Regions from separate parts of the Mus musculus genome. Here region 2 is linked to region 1. The links are chromatin contacts, called in public HiChIP or PLAC-seq maps. All regions are on one chromosome and are shown on one strand. Each heading gives the region's core, a stretch centred on a gene start, on an enhancer-like site or on the middle of the called end of the contact. The rest is flanking DNA. Distances are from core to core; before and after follow the strand shown.

The links. HiChIP or PLAC-seq counts read pairs in DNA pulled down with a chosen protein or histone mark.
Region 2: a contact with region 1 is called in an H3K27ac HiChIP or PLAC-seq map of extraembryonic endoderm stem cells, with 15 times the contacts expected there. The contact joins two enhancer-like sites. A contact is called at or near these places in 4 of 39 promoter capture datasets (the 3T3-L1 cell line, liver and stem cell-derived epiblast-like cells), 4 of 484 Hi-C or Micro-C datasets (the C2C12 cell line, embryonic fibroblasts and myocytes) and 3 of 115 datasets of contacts at active chromatin or transcription factors (embryonic limb bud, extraembryonic endoderm stem cells and stem cell-derived neural progenitor cells).

The regions. Positions count from the first base shown.
Region 1 is chr6:53,800,398-53,805,664 of GRCm38.p6, forward strand. No RefSeq gene overlaps it. Among named protein-coding and RNA genes, the nearest start is that of Tril, 18 kb to the right of the region's middle. Within about 2 kb of position 1,819, at least 84 of the 459 cell types and tissues checked have an H3K27ac peak or open chromatin away from gene starts, as enhancers often do. A contact at or near this core is called in the C2C12 cell line and extraembryonic endoderm stem cells, where this site is marked.
Region 2 is chr6:54,360,942-54,366,131 of GRCm38.p6, forward strand. The region is part of intron 3 of 9130019P16Rik (RIKEN cDNA 9130019P16 gene); the gene reads right to left. Among named protein-coding and RNA genes, the nearest start is that of Prr15, 37 kb to the left of the region's middle. Within about 2 kb of position 3,915, at least 35 of the 459 cell types and tissues checked have an H3K27ac peak or open chromatin away from gene starts, as enhancers often do. A contact at or near this core is called in the C2C12 cell line and extraembryonic endoderm stem cells, where this site is marked.

The sequences.
Region 1 (5,267 bases), core at 569-3,068:
TAGCACTAGAAAACTAGATGAGGGGAAATTCCCCTAGTAATTGTGCCAAAGCCAAATAAATCATTGCCTGAGTCTCATTCACTTGGAAGCTAACAGGGATAGAAAGAATTCAAATACTCTACATATATATATTAACATACAGAAATACCAAAATGTGTTTACGTATTCTATTCTTTTGTTTCCACTGAAAAATACTGCTATAAACATTTTTGTACATACTATTTGCTATGCATGTGTACAAGAGTGCCATTGCTATATTAGTAGAGCACAGAATATAGTATTCTATTTTTTAGTAGAGCACAGAATATAGAATATAGTATTCTATTTTTTAGTATAGCTGCAGCCTTAGTACAGGGCAGGGCTGGAGCAGATGTGGATTGCAGTCTGAAACAGTGTGTGGTCCTGGGAGGGAACACTGATGCAATATGGAAAAGTCTGGGATTTAGTTCATAGCAGTTTGTCACTGACTTTTGTAATTTTGAAAAATGTACATAGTTTATAAGATGCCAACATTAGAAGGAACCAAGTGAGCAGAAGCAGATGAGACCTCACTATATGATTTTGAACCTTACACGAAAGTCTAAAGTGATTCCAAAATTAAGAGATTTTCTTAGCATGGACTTCACTAAGAATTACTGGATTTGAGCAAGCAAACAGCGTTGAAGAGCTAACAGGGCTCCCAGCTTTCTGAGTCGAATGTCTGTGTCTGTGTTTAGGAGACTCGGATTCATTATCTTTGCACAGAACCTGGTACTGAGTCCATCTCATCCTGATGGGACAAGGTAGAAGCCTGGCGAACCAGGATTTACACAGTTCTGTCACCACTCACCAACTGTCTAATCATTGAGGTGTAACATTTATAAAATGAGTAATGAAGTAATGGAGTTCTAGAGACCCCAAGATTCTCAAAGACGGTATCACCAAAAACCTAGTGCAGGACTCCTACGGCTTTGTGTTTAGCTGACCCAAACACCTCACAGTCAGTTGGACTATTTCCTGTAAATGATAATGGTGACAATGGGGACTATTGTTCTTGACATCAGCTACACCCTTGGTCTCTTTGGAAGACAGAGACCAAAGGTATAGGAAATAAAGTCTCAAGTTCTCCCTTTCTTAAGGGACTACACTAGCTTGCCCATTTGAAAACAGTTGCCAACTTCCTTGCCCTTCCTGTGTTAAAAAAAAGTTAGAGTTGGCATTTCCACAGGCTGCTGTACTGAGAGACAGCTACTGACTGCCTGTAGAGAGCCCCCACCCCCAACCCCGAGCTCTACTGTGATGTGTGTGTAAACCCTTTCTGGGTGGCCCCATTTCTAGCTAGCTACCCAGTGCAGGCTCCTGAATGGCTTGGATCCTTTCTATGTGCCCTACTTTCTGACCAGCCACCCTGTGCAGGCTCTGTAACTGCTGGGGTGCTCGGTGAAATCCCTTTTCTACCAGGGGCAGGAAGCTGTGAAGGCAAAATATGAATACTTTCCAGAATTATGTTTTACAGGAAACAGAGGGACAGTGAAATGCTCTGTTCTGGGTCCTGAGAGTTCCGTCTCATTGTAATGTGATCATCCACCCCTAATCTTGGCTGGTGCTGAAGCAGGGAGTCACCGCGTGCCAGCACCCTGGGTCTGATGAAATAATGTGAATAGCTTAGGATGTTTCCAAGCCTTGGGAATAAGGTCATGGAAAAGGCACTGGTGTGGGGGTTGGGGAGGGTGAATCGAAATGGAAATAGGGAAGGACTGAGGCCACTCTGCTGCAACAGAAGAAGGAGGGGCTTTACGGAAGGGCTGACCACAGGAGCTAGGTCAAGGCCAAAGAGAGAGAAACTGTGGCTCATTCTTTGGAAGATGTTAGCCATTCTGCAGTGACTCACTGCTAGGCCAGCTCTTAACCCTTCATCCTGGAGGAACTAATGCTAACGGATAAACAATAAGGAAGAGAACACATCACAAAAGGAGCTGCTGAGTAAGAAAACTGGGAATTGCTGGGGTGATCCAGGGGGAATCTTTGAAGCAAGAAGTAGAGCCACCCAGAACTACAGCAGTCCCTGGCTTGCTTCAGTCTCAGTCTCTGCTCCCCGAATCCCACCTCCAATGCTCTGGGTGCATGGCTGAGCAGAGTGGCCCCAAACTCCCTGTGCTCGCCCTCCTGAGCTCCAGCACAGCAGCTGCTGCTGCTGTTCAACTCTAAGAGGTTCCACTATGCCCACCTCAGAAAGGGAGTTGACATCCTGGTGTGGTCCTGAAGTCAGCCCCATGAATCTAGGCTTACAGCTCTTCCCGAAGTGTTGAAAGAGGAGGTAATTCTCACAGCAAGAAATGGGGCCTATAGAGGCCCTCAAAGACCACACACTGTTGGTATCAGGACCTCTGAAACCCGTGACATCACATAGGTTCGACCCACACACCTGTTGCCAAGGCAAGAGCCACCATATTCCCAGAATCCACTTGGCTCACCTCCTATCTTTACCTGTGACTATGTCACCATCCATATATAAAAAAAGCCCCCTTCCATATCTCTCTCTCTCTCTCTCTCTCTTTCCCCATTCTCTTTCCGAGGCCACCTTGCCCTTCTCTCTCTCAATAAACCTCATGTGGAACTGTTTGACCTGGTGTGGTCTTTCTGAAGCCGCAGGAAAATCACACAACACACCACATACCACACACCACACACCACACACCACATGTGGAAAACGCCCCTCCCAGCAAATTCAGAAAGCAGTTCCTTAGTCATCTTCTTTGGTGGCTCCTTCATTCACTAGTTTTAATTCATCTGCTTGGATACTGGGATTCTGACAAACAGGAAAAGACCATGAAGGAGGCTAATAATGGCTGCCCTTCTGTAAGGCCCTAGCTCTCCTGTAGCAGCTTAGTGGCCTTAGCCCTTCCCTACTTTCATCAAGATTGACTCCCTAGCCAGTGCTGTTGTTTCCCTGACCTTATTATTCCCAAGGGCATAGAAGCATCCTAACATTCAAGCTGTCTGTGGATGGATTGGAGTCTATGGCTAGCTAGCTCTGGGCTACCTTGGTGTCTTTTTCCTGCTATTCCTACTGGAATTACACACTATGGAAGAAATGTTACCAAAATCTGCAAGCCTAGACAAAAGTCGGCAGCTCTCTAGCCAGACTGGCTTTCTAGTATGTCACTCAGGGGTGGAAGTCACAAATGGCAGAAGCTGTTCCTGGTAGATATGCTAGGAGTGAGATGAGAGCCGGTGGTAGGAAAGCTGAGTCTAACGAATGAGACAATGTGAGCCTCGCCTTCTCTGATGGGTGACCGTGATTAAGTGTTAACCAGACCTTCTGATGTTATACCCTATTCAAGTCTCCACTGTGGATGGCAACCCAAGGCCACAGGCAGTGAGCATCTGTGAGTGCCAGTGGATCCATGCCATGGCCTTGGGAGGCTCTACCAGCCCTGCTTCCTCCCTAAGTACCATTGCCCAGAGGCCAGGTGTATTGTGGGAGCCACAACAGTATCATGTAATTAAGTTAAAATGTCTCAGCTACATCTCAGGCATATTCCTTTATGACCAGAACAAAAGGTCATTTGGTGAAGTAATTTTTGGTGGGGAAATCTGTAGCATCTATAACTAAATGAATGCTTAGGGTTGGTTTGCTTGTATTTCCATCTCCCATTATACTTGCTTTGCAAGTCTCCAAAACTCATGTTCCCTAATTTATGATCACTCCCAGCAATCCTCTGGGATCCAGCAACTGAACTTCACTGTCATTATCACTATATCCACCAACAAGCATCTCTTCCTGAGTAGAATCGGTCAAAGGCCCATTGTGCTCAAAGGATTTGTGTCGGGGTGGAAGTTAGTCTTGAACGAGAAAGGCATGACACTCCTCTGACCACTGAGACTGGCTGCCACGTGTTAGCTGGGTGCACATGAGGCTGTGTAGTCAGGCCATAGCTGAACATCTTCCTCAGCTGGCAGAGTCTGGAAATACTTAGTGAAAATAAAAAGAGAATATGCCAAAGGGGGGCTCCCATCAGACGACTACATTGTGAGTCACTGCCTAACAGACACGCCTCAGGGGAACAAGTCTACATACTTGGTAGAGGGCCAGGACATTCTGTCACAAGATGCTAAAGTTCTATCTAGTAAATAAATAGATAGATAAATAAATAAATAAATAAATAAAGACAGAAAAGCAGACAGACAGACATGCAGACAGACAAGATGGAAGGATAGATGGAAGGAAGGAAGGAAGGAAGGAAGGAAGGAAGGAAGGAAAGAAGGAAGGTTGGTTACATTTTCCTCAAACTCCAAAGGGAAATGGAAATGAAAGTCAGAATTTTAAATGCATCTTTGTGTGACAAGGGACAGTCATCTAAACCTCGTCTCACTTAAAACTGGTCTCAAGTGAATTCTTATCTCAAAATGAACATTTTTTTTAAGTGCTCAAGTCTACGCTTCTCGAAGATTAACACCCACATATGGACTGTGCAGGGTTTAGTTATTGCTTGCCTCCTGGGAGTCCTTGGGAAGTCATTAAAACTTGAGCCTCGAGATTCTGCAAACCCTTTCCGAGGGTCTAGCCTGGGGAGTCTGCCTGATCCTCCCATTAGAAACCCCCCTCCCAGGCCTCTCACACCTAGGCCAAGGCTCATGAGGCCTCAACCCTCGTCAAAGAATGGCAGGCAATGAAGGAGTTCTGAGAGTGGGAGGAACAGTTTTCCTCTGGGAAGGCCATTTGGTCAACCCTGAAAACATACATACTAGTAATGTTATACAAATGGAGAAGGTTGTGTTTGTGTATTTAAGAACACACACACACACACACACACATTAATGAAAAAAAAGGCCATGGTTTTGAGACTGTGATTGCTAATCTTGGTTGTCAACTTGACTATAAGTGGATCAACTAAACTCCAAGCCAGCTGCCGGTTATGCCTATGAAGGACTTTTCTTGATTGCATCATTTGAAGTAGGAAGATCTGCACTTAATGAGAGACATGCCTTCTCCTGAGAGCCTATAAAAGCATAGGGAAGAAGAAAGATTTTGCTTCTTGCCTGCTTGCTCTTGCTCTCACTGGCAAGTCCGTCTGCCCTGCTGCTGAGGCGTTCCTTCACTGGCATTAGAGCCTACTTCTTCAGAATTCCAACATGCACTGAAGACCAGCTGAGACATCAGGACATCAGCCTCATACTGAACAACTACTGGATTCTTGGATGTTCTGTCATGAGACAGCCATTGTTAAACTAGCTGGACCATGGCCTGTAAGAATCTAATTAAATTATATATATATATATGTGTG
Region 2 (5,190 bases), core at 2,665-5,164, 560 kb after region 1:
GGATCATTCAGTTCCCAGATAAAGGACACAAAGGCTTTATGATCATAACTTTAAAAGCATTAGAGCTGGGCAGATGCCAACCCTCTATTCTACTTTGTCTACTATCCTGTTAATAACCTGGAAATATAACGTGTCATGTTCCACCTGGGCTGCTCTTACTGCAATTGGCCAGCCCTCGTGGCCATGTTCTCATCTCATGATTCACCTACATCATGGCATCTTCTCTTCATCTTCCTCTTCTTACGATCTCTGCTTAAAGACCCCAAGTCTGGGAACCAAAGCCCTACCTACCTCTCTTCTGCCCAGCTATAGGCCGTAGGCATCTTTATTCAACCAATAGTTTTAAATTAAGGAGCAAGGTTACTAACATCACGTGATTTACGTGAGATCTCCTTGGCCCTAGGGGCAACTAGACCTTGGGGACCAATATTTAGCACTACAATACATAGCAACATACCAAACCTCAAACACCCTTAATAATGATGAAAAAAAACAAAGTTGCAGAGACTAGATAAATGAGAAATCAACATTTTACCTTTAAGGGATGACAGCACCTGCAGTATCAGTTGTGACATAGAAAACTGGAAACAATCAAAGTGCCAATCTACCAATAGATACTGAAAATTATGGTAAGTTAATACAAAGGACCATTGTGGAATCTTTAGAAAGAGAAAGATAGGTTTTATATACGTGTTGATATGGGAAGTTATCTGGAACATATTGATGCACCATAAAGTTTAAAATAAGAAAACTATTGTTTCAGTATTTTGTACTCTACACACATGCCATTAATTGGGGAACAGATTAGCAGAGAAAGAAGAGCCCCAGCTGAATCAAGAGGGTGCACTTGTATAGGACCATTGAGTGGGGGCGTGTTTCTTAGGTTCTGGGGTGGGTTATTTCTTTTCCTCTTGATTTATAAGCCATGAAGCAACGACACAGCTGCAGCGTTTTAGCTGCAGTTAGTTCCTCCAGGCTGGTGTGCGGTTTATACAGTCCTTCATGATAACAATGCGCATCACTCAGATGCCTGGTCAGTTCCATCCTGTCCCCTTTGCTGGCTTCCTTTGAGCACCTGGGACTCTGTCACTATGTCCGCAGCTAAGCTCTCAACATGAGTCTCTTCTGTTTCTTTGGATGGACGTGTTTTCAGTTGCAAGCCCTTTGCTGGTCAACAGACTTAAGCTTTTTCCCCAAATTAAAATCAAACAGTGGAAAGAGAAAAATAACACGCATGGCAACAGTTCCGATAGAAGCAGAGCGCTTCCAGTAACAAGCACAAGCTCTTACGAGCAAGGAGCACTCGACTGAATCCCTTAAGCTGGCTCTTCTTGACCGAGTGTGAAATCATAAACAGTTGAACGATGTCGTGAAGTAGTGTAATGGAGCTGTTAAGATATTCCAAAGACAAATAATGCCATTTCTCACCATAACTAAGGTAGATTAGGTGAAATGTTTCTATGATCCCACTTTGAAGAAAGATTATTCTTAGTGTTAACATGCAAAAATACCTTTTATAGAAAGTTGGATCAATCAGTTAGCCATTGTTATATCTGGAATATGAAAGTTAGGGTGCTTTTCTTCTTAACCCCCCTCCTGGGCTCCTTAGTATGCCATTTACACCTTTTTCATAGGGATACCATCAGATTATTTTTCTTGGGATGTCTCTAGTTGATTGTGGATCATTCTTGAAGGCAAACTGGTTCACAGGTTGTCAGATACCACCCCCCCCTTTCCTCATACTGGGTGTGTTTTCTCAGCACCCCACCCCCTTCCCGATCGAGGATTCCGAGAAGTGATTTATTTAGGTCAGATGTAATATTAACTTGGGTTCTGCTCCATGTCCCTTGATGTCTGGGTGGTGTTCGCTGCACCTGCTGGGTTTCCCCCACCTTTTACACACTCCATGTGTGGCTCTAGTGAATTCCGGGCTACCTAACCTTGTCCTGATGCTAGCTGTTCATTTCATAAAGTGTAATACGTAGCGCAACAAAGGAGGGTTTGGTTTTTTTTTGGGGGGGGTTGTTTGTTTGTTTTTGTTTTAGGTTTTTTTTATGGCACAGTTGGTAGACTCTGGCTTTCCAGGTTGGAGGCTGAAGATCCAGGGCACGGCCAGATGTTCCCTGGCTTCATTCCAGGGCACGGCCAGATGTTCCCTGGCTTCATTCCAGGCCTGTGGAGGTTCTGAGTTTCCTAACTCAGCTCTGGGAGCTCGAGCTCCATTCCTTCCACCACCGCTGACAGCAGCAGGTGGAGTTTGGAGGGTGCTTGGGATGTTTTCTGTGTTTTAAGGAGCAATCCAGTAAGGTAGCACCAGGGTCTTGCGGGCACTCAAAGCCAGCAGCTTGTTTCCTTTGGGAGAGGACTGTCCTCTGCTTGCAGATGTCCTAGGCCTTCCTGTGGCTTGAGAGCATGGCAGGACATGAACTCAGAAGTCACTTGTTTGTTAAGAGTCACCCTCACTCTGCTCTTACCGTTCCAACTCCACATGACCCGTAGAGGGAGCCTGTCTGTACAGCCCAAATTGCATTTGTCTTTTGCTAGGCCGGTGGGTCAAAGTGGCTCTCCAGCATGCCTGTCCCTCTGTGACCTTGATGCCCACTGCTTGATATGTAAAGCCAGCATTTTGGCTGGCTGAACTAACGTCTTAAATTGTATTTATGTACAAGGTGAGGCTGAGGCTGCCATTAAGTAAGAGAGAATTGTAATAGTAGTTGGAACAGCCTATAATATAAAAAACATTGTGTGTGTCCTAGTTTGCTTTTGTTTTTGTTTTTTTGCATTCTGTTGCTATTAAATACATTATGACCCAAAGCAACTTGAGGAGACAAGGTTTTATTTGGCTTATACGTCCCAGTCTCAGTCATTGAAGGAAGTCAGGACAGTGGTGACTCAAGTAGGAGCAGAGGCAGGAACCTGGAGGAACACTGGTGACTGGCTTGCTTTTTAAGAACAGGGGTCGGATAAGGTTTAACCTTGCCTCAGACCCATAAAACCAGCAAGCCAACCAAAATAAGCTCTGTATCGTTAGCACCCAGTGTTAACTATACAGCAAAGCCTTTCAGGTCGCCTTACCCACTTGAGAACTCCCTGGTATTTGCTCTTAAGACAAAGGTTTAAAATCACAGAAGAGGGAATGAATTTAGGGGATGAGCAATACAAGGACAGCAATGGCAGGGGGTGTGTCCAGGACCCCTGAAGGTGTCTGTCTGAGAGGAAGTGAAAGGGCTCTGCTAGACGGCAGGGCTCCTGGCCCTCAAACAGGACTTACTCACAATGCTCCTCAAACAACCTCTGACACTTCATCACATCTGTAAGCCAAATCTACAAATGCTCATTCCTCTTCGCTTTAAAAAACAAAGTCCCCAAGGGCTTCTTTTCAATGACACCAAAAGCATGTACAGTAACTTACAGCTGTGATTCCAGCACTTGGACTAAGGCAGGACGATGGCTATGAGTCCAGACGGGCCTGTGATACATTGCGAGTTCCAGGCCAGCCTGGGCTATAGAGTGAGCCTCTGTTTAAAACAAGCATTTTTTAAAAAAGTATAAGTTAAAACCAACTGAATGCACTACTTAAATTGAAATGTTTGCCAAAGAAACAGAAATTTATTTTACCACGCTGCTCTGAGAAGCAGGACACGCCTGTGGCACAGGGGCTGAGTCAGAGGGTGTGGTGAGAACAGAAACAGAAAACTGATAATCTCCCTCCAAAAGCCAAACAAAGCAAATCCTGCTGTGGAAACTCCATTCTTTTTGCTAACAAGGTTATGCTACTTTAAAGCTGGCCCTTGCTGCGAACAGGGGAAAGGTCCGATCAGAGCAAGGTTCGCCTTCATCTCACACTGTGATCGGTGCATCTGTGTCCGCACTGGCCGGCCCTCACCTCCATTCTGTCCACTCAGCTTAGGCCTGGGCTGTATTGAGCCTGCACCACTGTAGGAGCCTAGAACAGGGACTCCCTGCCATGTCATTGTCTGCAGCTGGTGACCTGTCCCATTAATGGTGACTTGTCGGGTCATGCAAGGCAACAATGCTTCTCTGTATCTACAGGCAAAGTCCAGGCTCTTTAGCTACACCCAAGATCTGGGGCCATCCTCCCCTCAGACTGCCTGGGTGCTCTGTCTTTGTCCCAGCCAGGATCAATCATTCTATCGGTTGCTATTCTGGGTGTGGGTCAGATACACAGTATGCATCTCTGTTCTTGCTCAGCCCGAACCGCCAACCCCCTTCCCCGGCCTTCTAATGCTTCCTTCTGGATAAGTCAGGACTTTTGTCTTTCAGGAAGGTGTCCCTGAGTGTCCTAGCACAAAATGCTGGAGCTAGTGCTACTTGCACACATTAGGAACTCATGTGGCAACCTAGCTTGGTATTGGCCCAAATCAATCCTACAAAGTCTCTTTAAATCTAGACCGCAATGGAGGAGGGACAGGGACTTGGGAGGGGTCCTAGGTGACAATATCTTGCTCCCAATTAAAAATGAACTAACATGTGAAAGGTTTCTGTCTCATACATGAAATTTGGGGGAAGAAGTGGTTTTAAAGGCCTACGAGGAGCTATTTCTCTTGGCTTGGCTTCCTTCTCATGCTCAGAGGGTGGCTATAGAAGCTACAGGCTCTGGTCTCCTAACAACCAGGCCTGCAGAAAGCAGAAAGACTTAGTCCCAGACTTCCTAGAGCTCCTTCTTCTCCGTGGCCCTGATTATCCTTGAGATAGACGACCTGCCTTTTGTCAACCTGTAAGCATCATGGCTGTAGGGTGAGAGCTGTTCTATGAACAATGCTTTTGTTTTTTTTTCAAGTAACTCTTGAGAGAGAAGAGAGCATTCACATAATGTTTATTATAACATATTGCTATGATCATTCTATTTTGTTATTGTCGTTAACCTCTTACTGTGCCTAAGTTATAGACTAACCAGTCACAGAGTGGATAAGATGTTGGTTATGGAGGCCTAGTGGGTGGGAGCTCATAAATGGGAGCTCCTTACTTCCCACTGTTTCTTCATCCCAAGTCTCAGGGTACAACCCCTGCCAGGTAAGAAAGGACTTACTGCATGCATGTGTGTGGACCAAACCAGAGTCCTAGCTCAGACATACTCTTGTGTAGAGCCCAGGTCCTTTGCAGAGGGAGTAACAAAGCAAATCTCCCTGCTGGGGACTTTGCGGTGAGCTGGCAGCTCTTTACCATTTT